2 separate regions of the Podarcis muralis genome follow, and region 1 is linked to region 2. The links are chromatin contacts, called in public Hi-C maps. All regions are on one chromosome and are shown on one strand. The core of a region is the stretch at or near the end of the contact, and the rest is flanking DNA. Distances in the headings are between cores, read along the strand shown. Region 1 holds the start of LOC114582864 (NACHT, LRR and PYD domains-containing protein 1a allele 5-like). Region 2 holds the start of LOC144325251 (caspase recruitment domain-containing protein 8-like).

The links. A called contact is a pair of places that touch in the nucleus more often than the background predicts.
Region 1: a contact with region 2 is called in a Hi-C map of an unstated tissue, with 10 times the contacts expected there. The contact joins the promoter of LOC114582864 here to the promoter of LOC144325251 in region 2. A contact is called at or near these places in 2 of 3 Hi-C or Micro-C datasets (tail and an unstated tissue).

The regions. Positions count from the first base shown.
Region 1 is chr13:15,734,813-15,740,837 of rPodMur119.hap1.1, forward strand. LOC114582864 (NACHT, LRR and PYD domains-containing protein 1a allele 5-like) reads right to left here and starts at 1,594. Exons shown (of 9, transcript XM_077917948.1): 1 at 1,415-1,594; 2 at 961-1,248; 3 at 798-862. The coding sequence starts at 1,110.
Region 2 is chr13:15,596,591-15,601,827 of rPodMur119.hap1.1, forward strand. It overlaps LOC144325251 (caspase recruitment domain-containing protein 8-like), which reads right to left and starts at 1,778. Exons shown (of 8, transcript XM_077917939.1): 1 at 466-1,778. The coding sequence starts at 1,552. It overlaps LOC114582834, which reads right to left. Exons shown (of 20, transcript XM_077917926.1): 20 at 4,802-5,237.

The DNA.
Region 1 (6,025 bases), core at 344-2,843, 140 kb after region 2:
CCATTTTGCTCTAAACCAGTATTTCTCATAGTGGGTGATCCCACCCCCTGCAGGGTGCTGGAATGATCGAGGGGGGCAGTAGGAGCTTCAGGTGCAATTGGGGGGCATTGAAGAAAAATAAGGGGGAGGTGAAAGCATAAAGAAGAAAAAAGAAGAAAATTTTGAAAAAACATATGTTGTGTAATGACGCTTACCGCAACCTGGGCACTGTTGTGAGACACTGACAATGCCTCCCCTTGATCTGATGGTTGTGCTGGAGGTGAGGGGTTTTTCTGGGTTTGGGTGAATCCATTTTAGCTTCACCCAGGCCCAGGAAGTGGATCGCAGCTTGACTGCCTATATGGTCAATGGCAGGCAGGCTGCGACACTGGCCCCACCCCTGGGGCAGATTGAACTGACATGACAGGCTTCACTCTGGTCCTCCTCATAGGTTTTTAATCCTGGGCCTAGTCCACCTCCTCATCCAGTTCTGAAAAACCATTTGTACATGATTCCTCCGTTCTGTAAGGATGCTTACCAATGTAACATGGAGTTAAAGTTGTAGTGATTATTTTCCAAATAAACACACAAAATGCGTGTTATGACTGATCAGTGGTCAAGTCCACCAGCGGGTCTTATACAAAAGTTTTAAATTGCATTTCCTTCATTGTATTTAGAGGAACATGGGTAGAGACAGCAACCATATTTGATGACTGTGAGACCCACAGAAACCAGATGCGTTCCGAGGAACAATTCAATGTAGAAACCATTCCCTGAAGGGAGAAATTTTCACGAGATCGGGGAGAGAGATCACTTACCTGTAAGCTTCACGGCCACTTTCTGAGTCCCAAAACACCTCTGCTTTTATTCTTTCTGGAAGATCCTACAATAAAACCACAATCATGCATGAGGATGCCAGAATCCTTCTCCCACCTGAAAACGGGGCGTTCTTGTCTATTTCCAGCACCGCTGTGACCATACCAAGGAGCACTGCTCGAGGCCAAAGCCACAACTAGGCAGCCGCGCCGTCAGGTTGCCGTCGTGTTCCTCCTCGCTACCCATCTGCAGCCTTCGGAACTCCCCCACTTCCTGGGCTTCCGCGCAGCGTCTCCTGGAAGTCTTCTTGGCCATCGCGCTCCTTCCCCGCCAGCCCCAGCCCAGCCAAATCCTCGGCCAGCGAAAGACCCAGATCCGGAGACTGTGCCAAGGCAGAGAGGCAGGAGAGCCAGACTCTGGTGCGCAACTCGCGGCGCCTGATGCTCCGGAGGAGAGATGCCCAGTGGAGTAGCGTGGGTTGTCAGCACCCGGGGCAAGGCAAGTGATTTGCGCCCCCTAACCCATGGATTTGCGCCCCCTAACCCGTGGATTTGCCCTAACCCCAGATGTTGCGCCCGGTGCGGCTGGCCCCCCCTGCACCCCCCACGCTACGCCACTGGAGATGCCTGGCCCGAGGGCAGCGGGAAACCCGTCGCTTGCTGCTCCCTTTGGCGAGGAAAACCTTTGAGATGCTTCCCTCCGTCCGCGGCAGGAGACTCGAGGGCGGGGCGAGCGCAAGAGGCGTCTTTCCCGGGAGCTCTCGCTCTCTTTCCCAGCAGGTTCTGAAGCAGGGGGGAGCGGCAAGGAGTTGGAGCAGGAAAACTTGTGAGAGTAAGAGAAGAACCTGCTCCTCCTTTGGGAATTAAAAAAACACACAACCCTCCCCCTCAAAAAAAAAAAAAAGGAATCCTTGAAGTTGCTTGGGGGAGAGCTGGATGAGTGTGAAGCAGCCAAACAGCTGCTCATCTAGGAGGAGCACAGAAAGGGCGCCTGCAGGACCCAGGTATTACAATAAACAATTATTTTCTTACCCAGAATCATCTCTTTGTGTATGATTGCAACAGGTAAACTCTCATCTCTATCCACCAGCCAAATGTTGCATATGAAAGGTAACTGACCCATTTTTGCCAGTAATTCATATTTCATTTCTGCACCCACATCCTGTCTGACAGCCAAGAATGCAGGACCTTCGCATCCTCCCTGAAATAATGTGAGGAGGGGAGAGAGGCGTATCCACAGCATCCTACAGAGCTGGAGGGAGTTTTGTACGCCATCTGGCCTGATGCAGGAAATCTAGCCACACAGCATGTTCAGCAGGTGGCTGTCAAGACTCTGCCTGAAGACCTCCAAATGAGGGAGCTCCCCACCCCAGGAATTGGCTCCATGAAACCATGAGAAATTTCCAGACAAAACTCTTCCAGCAGTTTCATGCAAATGTTAAGCTGCATCAGAGACAAGATGGATCTCTGCAGGAACCCACAAACCCAAAGGTCATATATGGATTCATCCATGTCAGTTATTTCTCCACCTTCCTGCCTACAGGTAAAGATAAAAGGTTAATTAACCCTTGGATGGTTAAGTTCAGTCAAAGGTGACTATGGGGTTGTGGCGCTCATATTGCTTCAGGCTGAGGGAGCTGGCGTTCGTCCGCAGACAGCTTTCCGGTTCATGTGGCCACTGGGGAAGTGGTAATTCTGTATTGATTTGTTTTGGATGTTGTATGTGATACCAATAAAAGGTTTGATGACAATGATGACTAAACCGCTTCTGGCGCAATGGAACACTGTGACAGAAGCCAGAGTGCACGGAAATGCTGTCTACCTTCCCATCACAGTGGTACGTATTTATCTACTTGCACTGGTGTGCTTTCGAACTGCTAGGTTGAAAGAAGCTGGGACAGGGCAATGGGAGCTCACTCGGATCGCAAGCCCAAGAGACTCAATGGTTCAGAGCACAGTGCCACCCTACAAAGAAGAGATCACTGCCCATAAGATGCAGTTCTTCAATGCTTAATCTTGCAATGGGTCTGGCTCTGTTTACAATAACTTGCTATCAGCAAACTTTATGATCTGGATTGGTAGGCTGAGGTTCAAAGAGCAACTGAAACTGAGGTTCAAAGAGCATCTTCACATCCTCCTACAATGTAAGATCGGGGGGGGGGGTGGAGTGACTGTGCTGTGAAGACAGGTTGCAACATTTGGGACTATTTATTTCAGGGAAAGGGCGAGTCAGAGCTGACATGACTGAAGTTCATATGGCATGGAGACAGTGGTTGGAGAAATGTTTTTCTCTTTCTCTCATATCAGGAGAACCTGGTAGCATCCAATGAAGGTTTCAGGACTGAAAAATGAAATTACTTCTCCATGCAACACAGAATTAAACGATGGAACTTGCTCCCACAAGAGGCAGTGCTGGCTACCAACCTGGATGCCTTTAAAAGAGGGTTTGACAAATTAGTGGACCGGGGGCTGTTGTTGGCTGCTAGCCACAATGGCCACCCTCTGTCTCCAGTTGGAGGCAGCAATGATTCTGAATACCAGTTGCAGGAAACCACAGGAGGGAGGAGTTGTGAGCCCTTGTGCTCAAATCCTGCTTGCTGGTTCCTGACAGGCAACTGTTAAGCAACTGCGAGAGTAGGATGCTGGAGTATATGGGGCATTGGCCTGATCCAGCAAACGCTTCTAATGTTATTTTATGTCCTTTTGTAAACCTCTAAATTAACCACTATCTCTTTTCTCACTTGACTGTTGTAAGGACAAAGAAAGCAGAACCCTGAATCAAACTAACCATGACCTTTTGTGGCAACCACACAGGGTCCCTGGACGTTTAACGGTCTAATGATCCCTGTGCCACCTCTGTGCTCGCTTCCCCGCTGCCACCAACCAGTTACACTCTGGTAAAACACTGAGTCCAGTCAGTTATTAAAAGTGAACAGAAAAAAACCAAAACAAGTTTATTTTACAAACATTAACAAGTTTATGGTTTCTCAGATAATATTCCTGTCGGTATGTTAACTTTAGTGTCTTTACCGGCCTATACCTTCCTAATACCTTCTGACTGATTATCTCAACTGTTTGACTGACTCCTCTTAACAAATTCTCTCTCACACACACACCAGGCTAGCCCAAACCACAGACTTATCTTCTCTGTCTCTTTTAACTCCAGACTGTCTTCTCAACAACTCTAACTCCTAAAAAAACCCCCTCTGTGCTTAAACCTTATACAGTTAACTCTGCCCCCTGGGTTCGCATTGGTTAGTCATTTTACAATTAGTTAACCCTTTCCCTGTGAACCCAGTATGATGTCACACACCTAGGAGGGCAAACACCACACCTATATATTGCCAGGCCTGATTTGAACCTGTTTTGTCACTTCTCCACATTCCAGGAACTAGCAACAAGTTCTCCCCCTCACCTTTCTTGGATCATACTTACCAATTTTTAACTTGCCTTTTTGGAATTTTCAGCATTTTGAGCGAGTTCTCTGGGCCGGCGCTATCCTCAGTCTGTCTGAGGCAGGTGCCTCAAGCACCACTCTGGAAAGGGTGGCATATTTGTATCTGGGTGCTGTGCCCACTCCCTGCCCCCTTGCTTGTGGCGCTGACACCTCCTACTCCCTGGGACAGTTTCTTCAGGAATGCAGGAAAGCATTCCCTCCTCGCCCACCGTTTTCCTTCGCTATTTCGTCCCCCTTGCTTTCCTGCTCTCTTCCTTCTCCCTCTGTTTTCCTACTCCATTTCACACCCTGCTTTCCTACTTTCCCTCTCTCCCCATTACAATAATCATCCCACAACACTAATCTATTTTCCCCTGCTGTTCAAAGTTCACTCACTTTATTAAACGACAATTACTGTACCACCTCCTCTCTCTGAGTGTTTTATCAAATGACCTCTCAGAATTCCATGGGCACTTTTAGACTTTTCCATGTAGGATTCAGAGAATCATAGACTTGTAGAGTTGGAAGGGACTACGATGATCTAGTCCAACTCCCTGCAATGCAGGAAGCTTTCACCCAAAAAGGGGCTCAGACCATGAGGCACAGAGGAGACTGTGGTGTCTTTATTATATTTGGTTTATTTACACATATACCGTATACAGCCTGAGCCTACTGTTCGAAGCATTACATTCCAAGAGGGTCCCTTGCTTCTCCCATAGGTGCAGCAGCTTTGAATCCAAAACAGAAATCTGCTCTCCGTTTACAGCCTTTCAGCCCACATGACTCTTTGCCCCCACTTCTTGCTGGTCACCACTAACAGACCCAAAGGATTTTTCCTCCTGTCCACATCAGGCAAACCTATTGGCCTTTGTTCATCTAACTCCCTCTGGCTCAGGGTGGGCTGCATCCAGAAGATTCTTTGCCTGGTTGGTGGCTTTCTTGATTGTCATCACCCTGCCTTTGTTTGCTTATGACTTGACCATTATCAGGCTGCCTCGTGAGTAAGCTGTCTTGTGTTATTTCCAACACTTGCTAGATCCAGGGATTTAGGGGGTTGCTTAAATACTAACCCTTTTCGGAATCCAGGGATTTAGGGGAGTCTGACCGCCTCCCTCAGCAAACTCATAACCATACATTGTGCTGCATCCATGGCTTCCTTGAATGAGGGGCTTTGCTTACCATATACAAGAGAATTTTAGTGTGGAAGGCAGGCCTGGAAATCTACTGCAAAAGTCCTCTAGAAGAATGCTATACCAGGACTGCCAGTTCTTCTCTCTCTCATACACACACACACACACACACACACACACACACACACACACACTGCCTTTCTCTTTGTCTTACTGAGTCGTTTTTAGGAAGTACTTATATAATAATAATAATATATTTATATCCTGACCATCTGGCTGGGTTTCCCAAAAGAATTAAAAGCACAATAAAACATCAAACATTAAAAACCTCCCTAAACAGGGCTGCCTTCAGATATCTTCTAAAAGTCAGATACAGTGATACCTCGGGTTAAGTACTTAATTCGTTCCGGAGGTCCGTTCTTAACCTGAAACTGTTCTTAACCTGAAGCATCACTTTAGCTAATGGGGCCTCCCACTGCTGCCGCGCCACCAGAGTACAATTTCTGTTCTCATCCTGAAGCAAAGTTCTTAACCTGAAGCACTATTTCTGGGTTAGTGGAGTCTGTAACCTGAAGCGTATGTAACCTGAGGTACCACTGTAGTTGTTTATTTCCTTGACATCTGATGGAAAGGCATTCCACAGGATGGGCACCACTACCGAGAAG
Region 2 (5,237 bases), core at 528-3,027:
TGAGATCACTGGTTGTGTGCACCCATGTGTATTTGTAGTGTCATTTTTCAAAATAATTGCAAAGAAGGGGAAATGAATAAAGCATGAAAGAGGAATTGAGAGCTACAATGCAAAGATGATAAATAATGTTATTCTTGCCATTTAATGTCCATGTTGAAACGATGTGAAGAAATAATGTGAGGTGGAGGAAGGGCAAAGAGGGGCATTAAAAACTGCTTGAGGGTTGTTGGTTTTTTTACAACCAACTGAGGTATAAATTTTATGCAATAAAATAATATAAATATAGGAAGAGAGACCTGCGATTTCTGAGTCCTCCCTCCAATTGGTTAAGACACACTGAGAATGTAAATAATAAGTTTATGACAAACACGACCCAGCTAAAGAAACCTCTCTTCCTCCAGCCAACATTTCTTCATGAGGAGATAATCAGGCTCAAACAAATGTTCCCCTTTCCGAGGTCCTTACTTGCCCTTCCACGGAGAAGCTTGTCCGCCTGCGGCTGGCAGTCGATGGCCTTCAGCACCTTGGCTGCCACCTCCACGGCACCATCCACATCATAGTGTCTGAGCAGCAGATGGCAGAGAGTCCAAGCACCACATTCCTGCAGCCAGTCCTGGGTGACCTGGAGATCGCCCATCGGAATGGAGAAATGGCAGAGTTCGCCCTTGAACTTTTTTAGCTCGGACTCATCTAAACTCTCCAGGGTGCACGCCAGGAGACCATAGATGGCTCTAATATAGGTCAAATGGTGACCTGATAGCAGAAATGATTTCATTGGGAGCCCAGAATCCTTTTCAGAAGAGCTCCCAGGATGAACCTCAGGGGCCAGAGACTTCTCCAAGCACAGGGTACTGCAATTCCCCACCTGGATGCCTGAAAGGAAGCGGTTTTCTCTCCCAGAGTTCAAGTCACCATAGATGTCAGCAGGTTTGTAGGCATCATTGGTGACGTAAGGGTTGTATCCTTCAAAGCCCAGAGCACCGAACAACGGGAAGTGTATTTGCCTCAGCTGGACTCTTGGCCTTTCAGAGTCATAAGTGCCAGAGAGGTATCCTTCAAGGTCTAGGGCATCCTCCGAGAAGATGTGTTTTTTTCTCCGCAACGCGCGTCTCCCCTTCCAAAAGGAAGTAACATCCCATTTGCCATCACAGACGCAATCCACAGGCTCCAGGGGATCCGCCGAGGGGGAGCAGACCTCCTCCCCCATTGCGCCCTGCCCCCCCACAGTCTCTGGGGCGTTCACGGAACGACTATAGACGGGGAGGATTTGGTGCCGCCGCGTCCACAGCATTCCACCGCCTGTGCTCAGAGATCTTCCAACGGCCCTGACCGACTCCTCTCTCCTTACCGGGCTGCTACTTCCTCTTCCCTCGGGCAGAGAAGCTCTGCGCCGATTTCTGTCCTCTGTCTGTGGGCCGCCCGCCCGCATTCTCGGTCGCGTGGCGTGTCGCGTCCGTAGAGAAGGAACCCCGCTTTCGACACCAGCGGACTCGACGGCGGGGACGGAGCCCGCGATTGCCGCGAGCACGTTCGAAGGGGCGTCTTCCTGCATCTGATTTTCCCAAGCAGGAGCTCAACCCGCTCTGCTGCTACCTATCAGTCTTGTCCCGCTCTTGCTTCCTCCTAGTCAGAAGGAGGAGTGTCAGAAAACCCCCGGGGGGCGGGCTCCTCCGAGGTCGCCTTCCTATCCGTAGCTGTCAACGTTTCCCTTTTTAAAAAGGAAATTCCGTTATTCAGAATAGGATTCCTCGCAAGAAAAGAGAAAAGTTGACAGCTGTCGTTTAGTCGCGTCCGACTCTTCGTGACCCCCCTGGACCAGAGCACGCCAGGCACTTCTGTCTTCCACTGCCTCCCGCAGTTTGGTAAACTCACGCTGGTAGCTTCGAGAACACTGTCCAACCATCTCGTCCTCTGTCGTCCCCTTCTCCTTGTGCCCTCCATCTTTCCCAACACCAGGGTCTTTTCCAGGGAGCCTTCTCTTCTCATGAGGTGGCCAAAGTATTGGAACCTCAGCTTCACGATCTGTCCTTCCAGTGAGCATTCAGGGCTGATTTCCTTCAGAATGGAGAGGTTTGATCTTCTTGCAGTCCATGGGACTTTCAAGAGTCTCCTCCAGCACCAGAATTCAAAAGCATCAATTCTTCTGCGATCGGCCTTCTTTATGGTCCAGCTCTCACTTCCAGCTATGCTTGACAGCTATGCCTCTGGATTTTTTCGCTGGCAGCGGATTTGTGGCAACGCCGACAGAGAATTTATGGCAGTGCTTTTTTCTAAAAAAATGTTTAGGGGTACTCTCATTTTAACTCAAGAAAACCATCATTTTATTGTTCAAATTGGGGAAAATTAAATACAGTAAATGGACAAAAGTACAAAGATTCACAAAATGTTTAGGGGTATGCATGCCCCTGCGGCCTCCCCAGAAAAAAAGCACTGATTTATGATATTAAAAGGAAATCTGAGGTGGAGTCTTTTCCCCAGTTTTGAATATCAAAGGTTGTCATAAGACTCACTGCAGGTAAAGCAAGCAGGCAAACAAAAAAAGCAGAATATATCTGTGGAAACATGGATAGTGGAAAGCAAGCAAGATGATCAAGGGTCTGGAAAGGAAAGAGGAAGGGTTGAAGGAGCTGGGTGTGTTTACCCTAGAAAAGAGGAGACTGAGAGGAGATAGCTGTCTTCAAATATCTAGAGGGCTGTCACATGGAAGAGGGAACAAGCCTGTGTTCTGTTCTAGAGGGAAGGACTCAAACCGATGGCTTCAAGTTACAAGAAAATTCCGACAATACACCAGGAAGACCTTTTTTTTTTTAAAAAAAAAAGATATTTATTAAGGTTTTAAACAGTAAAAACAGACTTCACAGTCGAAACAAAAAAAGAAAAAAAGAAAAGAAAAACACCATCACAATCAAGCAAAAAACAGAAAAATACATTAGAACACGCAAAAAAATAAAAGAAAAGAAAAAAGACATAAAAAAAGATAAAAAGCCAATTTCTTACTTATTACCGGTATTTTCTTAACCCTCCTTCCAGACTCCCTCACATCTCCCTTTTCTGTGTTCCCTTTTACACAATCTTGTTCAGCAGTGCCTCCCCCTCTTTCAAATCTTATTTTATGTTATACGTTTCAACTATTATGTCTCCAATTTTCCCCTTTATATCAATTTATTTAAATTTGACATAATATTATTCTATCTTTACCCTTAGTCTTATGAAACATTTTTACATATTCCTTTCAACTATATCACTAATGCCATATTATCTTTATATCCTGCATCATTTTAACATTCATACATTTTGCAATGCTTTTGCAGGTAGTCTTTAAATTTCTTCCAGTCCTCTTCCACTAACTCTTCTCCCAGGTCTCGGATTCTGCCAGTCATTTCTGCCAATTCCATGTAGTCTATCACTTGCATCTGCCATTCTTCCAGAGTGGGCAAATCTTGTGTCTTCCAGTGTTTTGCGATGAGTATTCTTGCTGCTGTTGTTGCATACATAAAGAAAGTTCTGTCCTTCTTTGACACCATTTGGCCAGCAATGCCCAAAAGGAAGGCCTCTGGTTTCTTACACCAGGAAGACCTTTTGGACAGTAAGAGCTGTTTGACAGTGGAATGGCTAAAGAAACATTGGAATAGAGCCCAAAAAGCACTGTAAGTTGGAACAATTTCTCTGTATTTTTTGGATGTCTTGTGGTTTAATTTTAACTGATTTTATCCAGCTGTATTTTATATTGCTAAGTTGCTTTGAGACTTTATTTGTATAGAGACTAGGAAATGTAATAACTAATCATAATCATAATCATAAATATTCTTGTTGCTCTCTCCTTTCCAGTGCTCCTGCTCAGCCCTGAGTTTAAGTGAGTGTGCAAGGGGCCCCCAGGAAGGAAGGACTCCAAAACCCGCTCAAGATTTTCCTGGGATGTTTTGGTTAGCTCTGAGTTTCTCCAATACTGGGTGCCACTGCCCCATCTTGTGCTGCAGCTGATTTTATGGGTATTGAAATTTACACATGCTTGGCTATTCCAGGAATTGTATCTCTGGAATTGTATCTAGGAATTAGAAGGAGGTTGAGGCATACAACCTACCGCGCCCTCCCCCCCTCAAACTTATAACAGTTATGTAGCAGGATCTCTGTCTCAGCTGGCTGGCTCCTGTCTTGGCTGGTCTGGATCAGGATTGTCCATGTAAATTGGCCATCATGACCCAGCCAAAGCTGAGTTTTTCCAATGCTCTAACCCAGGGGTCAGCAACCTTTTCCAGCCGTGGGCCAGTCCACCGTCCTTCAGATCATGTGGGGGGCCGGACTATATTTTGAAAATAAAAATAAAAATGAATGAATTTCTATGCCCCACAAATAACCCAGAGATGCATTTTAAATAAAAGGACCGTGGGCTGGATTGAGAAGGGGATTGGGCCTTAGCTTGCCTACCCCTGGGTTAGGGTGTTCAAAGGGGTGTTCTAAGGGTTAGGGACAGGCCAAACAAACCATTTGCTAATCTTAATGCCCTGACCATGCAGTGAAGGAAAAGACAGCTTTTAGGTAACCTGGTCTGCAGTTGTTTAGAGCTTTGCATGTAAGTAGCAAGACCTTAGCGTAGGCTCAGTAGCTAATAGGTGGACTCCACAGACCTTTTAGCATGGGTGTGATTTGTTCCTGATGAGGAAAGGCCACTCGGCCTGCACAACCCATTAGAATAAATGGGTTTAATATAGCGCTACTTCATTGACACTAGACAGCGGTATGATGCATTTTCTATTTGACTGTCAGCTAATTTAATAAGAAATTCATTACAGAAACAGGAAAGTCCAGCTGCAAAAATAAGTCACAAAACTAATTTATTTGCAAGTGATAGTTTAGTATTTTCAACACAGCAACACCTGCACCCTTTGAACCAGGAAAGCAATTCATCAGCGGCGTAGCTAGCCACATGGGTGCCCGTGCCAGTGCACACGCCCTGCGCCTGGGGGCAGGGTGAGTCACCCATGGGGGCAGGGCAAGCTGTCCATGGGGCGGGGTGAGCTGGGGCTGGGGCGCACTGCGTGGAACCTCCATGGGGTCCACCCACCACCTCCAGCGGGCAGATGCAAGCCCCACGGTGCTGTTTTGGGCAGCACGGAGCCTGCAGGCACCCGAGCCACTATGGCAGTCCTAGAGCCATGCCGCTGCTGAGGTCACGGCTCCATCGTCTGAAGTAAAATGTACGAGGAGGATAATGAAGCCTTGAGAAGGGTTGGGCAGCA